Regions from separate parts of the Bombyx mori genome. Here region 1 is linked to region 2. A link is a contact called in public Hi-C data. All regions are on one chromosome and are shown on one strand. The core of a region is the stretch at or near the end of the contact, and the rest is flanking DNA. Distances in the headings are between cores, read along the strand shown.

Region 1 (4,675 bases), core at 1,572-4,071, 41 kb after region 2:
CTTATTAAAATTTAAACGACTTAACGAAAATTTATTGTTTTTATCTTATCGTTGAAATTAATTTGACAAATAAGATGAATTAAAATCTAAATGTACCTATAACCTAGAATTGTGAATTCTAACGTAGTAATCCTTATATTTTTATAACTGATGGTTTTTACTGCATGGCATGGACATTTTAAGCAGCATATTAAATAGTTTCAACATGACGAAAATACATTCTTTATCATATCTCTGATTGTAATTTACAAAGAGGCTTACCAACCTTAAGAAATAATTCTAGATCCCTTCAATTACTTTTTAAAGGCTAGCATGTCCCTAGTGTAAACAACAAACGCTCTCATAGATCGTAATGTTAGCCATATTACGTATTATTACGTATTATTCTTTTATGTGTAATCCTTTTTGAGCCCGAGCATAGCTATATGAACAAGCGTAGTTAATTATATTCTCTTTGGTCTATCCTTTGATTATAGACTATAAAGGAGAAACCCCATTTTGGGCCTAAGCGTTACACGAATGGGATATGTACCAAAAAATTCGTCTATTTTGCTTGATTAACCTATTGAAATCTTAGCTTCATTGACAATGGCCAAGTGTAGAAAATAAGTTGAATTCAATTTTTTGTTTTAAACAATCTTTGTAAACATCTGCAACACTTATTTCAATATACATACGTAACTAGCTCCACAAACGTGCGGATTAGAATTAGAGCATCCATAAAATAGGATCGATTTAGTGGAAATCGAGTGTAAAAAATAATTAATACTCTTTTGCTTTAGGATAAATGACTGTTTTTATAGGTATTTTAATCAATATAAATAGAGTATGGCCATCGAATCGTGACACAACTACTTACAATGGCGGCAATTCAAAATATCTACAACTGACAACATTAAATATAGCATGAAAGGATAGTTTTGCATTTTTATATTAATGTGACTATGCCCTAAAAAAATACAAATGTATCAAATCGTGTTATGTTATCTTTAATGTTGCCAACTGAAGATATTTTGGATTGCCGCTATTTAGTTGTGCCATGATTCGCCAGATTAAAAACTTAATCTCATTGAATAACGTAACGTAAAGCACCAAAATCTACTAACAAAAATCATTAAAAGAAATAAATAACCGTGCCAATATCACATGAAAAAGTCGATTTGGTACTTTAAGTTTTTCTATGGTGTAGTTACATTAATAATTTTACTGGTGGTAGGATCTCTTGTGAGTCCGCGCCTCCCGCCCGCCTATTTTTCCCGTAAAGCAGTAATGCGTTTCGGTTTGAAGGGCGGGGCAGCCGTTGTAACTATACTGAGACCTTAGAGCTTGTATCTCAAGGTGGTTGGCGCATTTATGTCGTAGATGACTATGGGCTCCAGTAACCACTTAACATCAGGTGGGCTGTGAGCTCGTCGATAGGTATCTAAGCAATAAAAAATAAAAATAAAAAAGGCATGAAATAAAATTAAATGAAAGGTGATGAGATAATATGGGAGCACGTAATGATTTATATTTTATATAAAAAAGTTATCATATAAATATAGTTTTTCATATAAAAAAGTTTTCATTAAAATTAAAATAAGACTGACCCAAAGGTCTTAGTTACCAGGCCATAAAATCCCTTAAAAAAATCATTTCGTGCGCAGCGCGTTTCGCATTACGTTGTTTTTAATTTTTGGCTTTCGTTCGTTTTCGTAAACAACCTAACACGCGATTTCTCGTAACAGGTTCCATTTTTATTTTAAAGCAACCTGTTGCTGCAACAGGTTTCGTAAAAAATTACTCATCTTTAGTAGGAAACAGCCTCAAAAATATCGTTTTTATTAAAATATCTCGAACAATAAACATAACCTAAAATGTAAACATTGTCTGATTTTACCAATTTGGCCATTGCTGGGAGACCTGAAAATTGGGCTCATGAAACCTTCTTAGGTATTGTAACTTATGCCCAAATTCTAGCACTGTAACGCCAGGCCCAAGTTTGTATGGATTTCGGGTTTGTCCTTTAGTTCCTATTTCGTTTTACTTTAATATGTATTTCGATAATCGCGAAACAAGAAATCTCCTTGATTCAGACAATGTGAGTATCATTAACTATTCACATTTTAGAATTAACATTTTCAAAATAATTATAAATATAGATTTTCAAAATTCTGCCCTAAAATCACGATAAAAATACTTGAAAGTTATATGCATGTATATATCATCCTTGACCCTTCAATAATGATGCTGGGCGCCACTGAAATTATGGTTTATCATACTAATAATTTAATTACCAGATTTTTTAATAACTTGGCATTTATATGTTAAAAACAAAATATGTGTACTATTATTACCTATATAGAATACAAATGCTAAATTGAGCGAGTGTCGTGGAAGACGATACAAGCGTGCGCAACCCACCCGTCTGCGCCGCGTCGCGTCGCGTTGTTGCGGAGAAGGGCACACAGAGTTGTTTACACCACAGCTCATAGTTCATACCACGTGGTAAGCTATGAACATACATGCCGTCACGTGGGCAACCATAACACAATAAGTATCTAGAGGCGTAAGCACAGGTTCTTAACATTTTCATTCTAATCATTATAGAGTTGAATACTATTATGAAGTGATACACTTACCTGAGCTCGACGCCTATTGAGGCTGAATTATTATCCCGATCCACTATTTGAGAGTAATCGGTCAGTTACGCAAATATATCACAATGTTTCAATCACACACTGTTCCTTCCACAACACAGACTGTTAAAACAATAACAACACAATTGTAAACACGCGATAGAGAGCGGGCAACACACAAACCAGTTGCCACGAACGAAGCGCGCGAACGACTGGGGACTTGGGGACTGGGGAAGCGGAGAGCTCGCGTCCGCGGTACCTCTTCTACACTATCTACACTACCGGCCCGCGCGGCCGTGCCGTCGACCCAGTCGAGGAATGCAGCTCGCCCATTCTCGTGTACTTACTTTTTTTAGTCTATCCTGTTGTAGGACAGATGGATCTTGCCCGCTGCCGCGCTTGGCTTTGGGATGTTAAAGAGTAGACAGTAAGCTTTACTTAACTAACTATAGATGTGGTCAATGTGACATTCACGAAAAGGTTACCACTATTTACTTCCAAAGTTATTCATCTTTATTATCAAACAAGTTAAACTTGTAAAGAAGATAACTAATAAAATATATTAGCAAATCCAGCATATTTCGTGTCTTCCTTAACTGATGCCAGCAGCGTATCTTCTTTTTGATTAGTTTATTATTTCGTATTTCCTGTAACGAAAAATTCTGTGCTACACATGTACTTGAGGGAAAAAAATTAATTTCTAGATTAATAACTTGATAGGCTAGACAACAGATTAATAATAAGATATAATTTAGCCTTCAATGTATTGTAAACTGAGACTTAAGTCATGTCTTAAGGTGGGTAGCGGTATTTACATCGTTGATGACTATAATATCCGGTAACCACTTATCACCTGGTGGATCTTGAGCTCGTCCACCTGTCTAAGTAATAAAAATTAAAACTACACAATTCTTATTATACACAATCTTCAAATCTGTAAGCAAGGATAATAATCATCTCAAATAGTGTTGGCAATGCACAATACAAGCGTAGGCAGAAACATTCAATTTTTTTATTATTAAAATTAAAATGTTCGATAAGCAGGAAAATATCTACTTATGGATTTGCTTTCGCAAGCTGTAGAGTAGCGTAGGTATCTAGGGTAGTTACACAAGATGTCTTTATTGTAGTACTTGTGGGATACCTTGTTTAAGAAACGTTTCAATGATCTCAAATTATATAATAATGTGTAAAAATGAGTAGGTATCGTGTTATGTTGTTGACTTTTACATTATAAAATTATTATGTTATCAAAAATGTTTTATTGAACAGTCAAAGTTCAACGGAACTCTATTTGAATTTTATCGTTAATTGACACTTCCAAAATAAAATGGCGTTTTTATTTTATATTGGAAACATTTTGGTAAAGTATTTAATTTATTCAATTAAAATTGTCTAAAGGTAGTGGCTTACGCGAATTTTAATCATGCGTCAACTACAATAATAGGTTGCAGAAGCACAATATCATGGGAGACGTGTGTAACGTGTTACTCAACCGTGTAAATATTTTCCACATGCTTGTCGGTATTAGGTCACAATACTTAAGTTTCCCCAACATTGATACAGGTGCTTAATTTGACCTTTTAGTTATAGCGACACCGTTTCGATTGACATAACATGTATTCTAGGCATGTTCTTAAAAAAATCATCAGGTTGTAACGCATTTATTTGCGAACGGGCGCCATTCCGCGGCTTATCAACTGCGCCATTGAAAAACAACGTTTACGCAAGCAGTATTTATCAATGAAAGTGTGTTCATTCTGTTATCGTCCACAGCCATGTCTCTATTAGATGGGACAGCTCAGGTCCTTTGCCTACCATAAAATAAACTGTCTAATCTATAACGTGTAACGGACTTAACTCCATTTCATTGTGATATTTAATTTCCCTAGGGAATCGCTTGATCCGTAGCGTATTTTTTATTTTATTTTATTGCCCTTGTAGGCAGACGAGCATACGGCCCACCTGATGGTGAGTGGTTACCGTCGCTCATGGACTTCAGCAATGCCAGGGTTAGAGCCAAGCCGCTGCCTACAAAGCCAAGCCGCTGCCTACAG
Region 2 (4,343 bases), core at 1,595-4,094:
AATATGGATTGCAATTCAAAACAGGTTAATCTATTAATTAATTATTAATCTATTAAACGTGGTTTCATAGTTAATATCAAATATTGAGTTGTTTATTTATCTCATACGTACCGCAGAAATGCAATTCCCCCGATAAAGGATAAAATTTCGTATTGTAAATGTCGCGACACACTTTCCACTAGGCTTGGGACACTGGTCCAGACGGCTGGCTGATCCTTCGGCTGGTCGTAGGACCGTCGAGGCGATTCGCCCGGTCCTTGTGGATTGGGTGAATCGTGACAGAGGACGCCTCACTTTCCGGCTCACGCAGGTGCTCACTGGGCATGGTTGTTTCGGTGAGTTCCTGCACCGGATCACAGCCGAGCCGACGGCAGAGTGCCACCATTGTGGTTGCGACTTGGACACGGCAGAGCATACGCTCGTCGCCTGCCCCGCATGGGAGGAGTGGCGCCGTGTCCTCGTCGCAAAAATAGGAACCGACTTGTCGTTGCCGAGTGTCGTGGCATCGATGCTCGGCGACGACGAGTCGTGGAAGGCGATGCTCGACTTCTGCGAGTGCACCATCTCGCAGAAAGAGGCGGCGGGGCGCGTGAGAGACGCACAATCCCGCCGTCGTCGAGCGGGGGCCAGGGAGGCGGATCTCGCCCAAGCCCTGGCCCTCTAAGTGTTTCGGGTCCCCCCTCATATGTCGGTCTGGGGACCGGCGAGGCCCCCCTAAGAAGACGACGTGCAAGCTGCTCTGCACGCGTTTTACGCAAGAGCATCCGGGTGATGGAAGGCCGGCTATCCTCGACCCACGCTGGTTCTGACCCAGCGGGGTATTCCGTAGGATAGCTCACTCTAACCATCTAGGCGGGCTCCGGATAGCCTGCCGACCGAGAGGGCTGGTGGTCGTGGCGCCGACGACCGCCAGTCCGGCGTCCCGAGGGGGAGGGTGATGGGAGAGATGTGCTCCGCACTAAACGCTTCACTTTCCCCCCTTTGCCTTGTCATGAGTTCTGTCTCATGCATGCAGGTTTGGACGTTGGTTGTTGAGCGACAGGAGGTTTTAGTCAGTTCGACTCTGACATACCCCGCCCAGTATCCCCAGAAAAGGGCGGAAGTCCGGCGATTTCCTCCTGACCAAAAAAATAAAAAAAAAGGCTTGGGACACATCAATGTGTCGCGACACGGTATTCGAGAGTCGCTGGCTTAAAGGATAAGATGCCGAATATACCAATTAGCAGTTTCTAATCTCGCGAAAATACAATGGTCAAAATTGCCTAAAATATCGCAGACAAATTATAAATTGTTTTTTTAGAAAATATTATATATACACACTGAACAAGTATTCACGAAGAACTTCCACGAATAACATCGCGTAATCAAAATTAATCTCGCAATATTTATATGAACTTCCGTAAGTAAGACCTTACTTACGTGAGACCTTAGAACTTATATCTCAAGGTGGGTGGCGTATTTACGTTGTGGATGTCTATGGGCTCCAGTAACCACTTAACACCAGGTGGGCTGTGAGCTCGTCCACCCATCTAAACAATAAAAAATAAAAAAGTAATCACCGCCCGGTGAACCGTATTCTAAGCTCGCACTGGTCACCACTAACCTGCCCTTTTCTGCTCTAATATTATATATATTATAGCTCTATAGTAATTGAAATTTCGATCAGGTTCTGATGTTCAGATTCAGGTTCTGATGTTCACTGAGTTGCTTTTGGTATAATATATATATTTTTAGCATATATTCGGTAATAATTACTAGAATCTTAACGTTATTAAATTAGTTTGTTATAAGTAATAGTTAGAAACTAAATAATTGAATTGTACAAGGTTGTTTCTTTATTGCGTAGTTAAGATAAAAGCGTTTCATAGCCGGTTCTATGTGCGATCGAAGTGAAGGTCGCAGTCAAAATACATTAAAATGCACGCATGTACGTTGTGTACAAAAACGTACTAGTCAGCACTTGAACAAGACTTCCTCACAAGAAAAAACATTACTTTTTTCAAACAACTTTATTGCAATAAAATCATACTCGTACAACAAAGAAAACAACACGTTATCTTATTAAATCAATTAGCCTTCATCTTATCAATAAAAAGTACAGATATCTACAAAACATATTAAACCAAATTGATTTACAATAAATGCGTTACGAATACAATAATCTTTCCCTTTAATGTCCACTACGTATTACACATCAGCTGAATGGAACGCAATCATTAATGCGAATTAATTGTAAAGGTTGTACGAGCATGTGAGTGGTGTGTGTGTGAGAGAAAGAGAAAGAGAGACAAGGAGGAACGGCTCTTCGGCACGTAAAACAGAACTTCAGTAAAGTCATTATAGTATGAAGGCAGAGTACACGGCCGCCGGTGCATTGCGATGCAAATGAACTCGCGCCGCAACGCTGACCCACCTCCCACAATCCTCGGTCACTCAGACTAGCAGATATTTATAGCCTGGAATGTTATTGTACAACTCAACGACGTAGAGATGGTATAGTGCATCGATATCGATAAAACTTTATAGTAATTGATCGATTCCCGTGCAATGTTAATAAAAACATGATATTCATTATTATTATTATTTTACTACCGTTACTTCTGAAAACGGCATCATAGCAATACATTTTATTGCTATTGATTGGTTGAAAATCTTACGATCTGCCTAGTCTTTGACATACCGGAAGTTTTAAATACGATAAGTGTAAATGGTCGCTCACTGAATCGAAACCTCAAAACATTTCCTATGTTTTGATCGTGAGCATCGATTATAATTTTATGCCATCACTAGCAACAGAAAGTGCACATGTACCGAGACATAATATTGAACGCGACGAGTCGTGACCCCCCCGCCCTACCGCGCTTACTACGTCTCTACTACAGCCTTCGCTCCACCCGCCCGCACCCTTTACCACCGTACCACGACATCGTACCGCGAAATGATTTAAATCAAAAATTACGCGCGCCGTATCTTCCATTGAAGCGTTTTAACGTAAACAAGTCGATACTATATAACGAAATGTACCTCAGTGACCGAATCTAGGACGCGGTTACGTTTCACTATAATTTCGTAAATTACCTCATTCAGTCGACTCGGTGATTTGAGATTGATAAACGTAAGCGGTGAAAATCATCTGACGGCGGCGGAACGCAGCGTACGACGCAAAACTGCACATGCATGTCGCGTCATGTGCCCAATAAGCACGTTTAAGTACTCGTGTAGCACTCGCGATCGCTGTAGTAAATACGTAGTAGATTGCGGAGCGTTGTAAATGATGAATGGAAGCGCAACATTTAGAGTTTGAGATACGAGTGTGGTCGGAATTTTTTGATTTTGCTCCTCATTTCCATACAACGGTTTTTGTTTGTATCTTTTTCCTCAAGCACCGATGGACGAATGTGATACGAAAAGTTAAAATACTGAAAACGTATTCCAGAAACGCATTTATTTTGATAAAAATTAAAGCAATGCACTCCAATATGTCATTGAAATATTTTGCGGTTACCACAAAAAAATCGTATATCCGGTTCAGATACATATTGGTGTTGACATAAACACAGTTTGATATGACAGACAGAGGTCGTTTTCCTGTTTGTGACCTTGAAAAAATCGTAACAAAAAATTTCAAGAATTGTTTAATGATAATTCATCTTTTTTTTATTTATTGCTTAGATGGGTGGACGAGCTCACTCAATGGCGGATCCAGGGGGGGGTGATGGGGGTCATGACCACCCCCTGAGCTGGTTCCAGGACTTAGATGGACCACTAATTGAATATAATGATTTTATTTATATATTTTGTCACCATACAGATTTTATGTAACTTCATACCTTCAATATTTAATTAATTTAATATAATATAATAACTTTGTATAATTGCAAACGTCTGGGAACGAACGCATCTAAATTTGACTATGTGACCCTCTCCTGGCGCCAAAGCTGGATCCGCCCTTGAGCTCACAGCCCACCTGGTGTTAAGTGGTTACTGGAGCCTATAGATATCTACAACGTAAATATAATTTCTTGAGATATAAGTTCTAGGATCTCAGTGTGGTTACAACGGCTGCCCCACCCTTCAAACCGAAACGCATTACTGCTTCACGACAGAAATAGGCAGAGTGGTGGTACCTTCCCGTGCGGTCACAAGAGGTCCTACCACCAGTTAATCTTCATCAACATTGTACATGTTTACAGTTCAAATGTTGAAGACAAAGCTCAAATGTTGCATTTTATTTGCAAATAACAATTTTAAGCTTATTATTTGACCATGAACTTTCTGAAGCTGGGTCGAATAAATAATAATGACATAAGATTGCATGCATACCTTTTAAATGTAGTCAGAAT

What was found. Hi-C and Micro-C count contacts between places; a contact is called where the count stands out from the background.
Region 1: a Hi-C map of posterior silk gland shows a contact between it and region 2, with 2.2 times the contacts expected there. The contact joins the promoter of InR here to the enhancer-like site in region 2. A contact is called at or near these places in 7 of 7 Hi-C or Micro-C datasets (middle silk gland, midgut, posterior silk gland and 2 more).

The regions. Positions count from the first base shown.
Region 1 is chr5:13,244,792-13,249,466 of ASM3026992v2, forward strand. InR (insulin receptor) reads right to left here and starts at 2,822. Exons shown (of 26, transcript NM_001043546.1): 1 at 2,622-2,822.
Region 2 is chr5:13,204,202-13,208,544 of ASM3026992v2, forward strand. The region is part of intron 2 of InR (insulin receptor); the gene reads right to left. Among protein-coding and RNA genes, the nearest start is that of LOC110385885, 35 kb to the left of the region's middle. Within about 2 kb of position 2,845, at least 8 of the 8 cell types and tissues checked have open chromatin away from gene starts, as enhancers often do.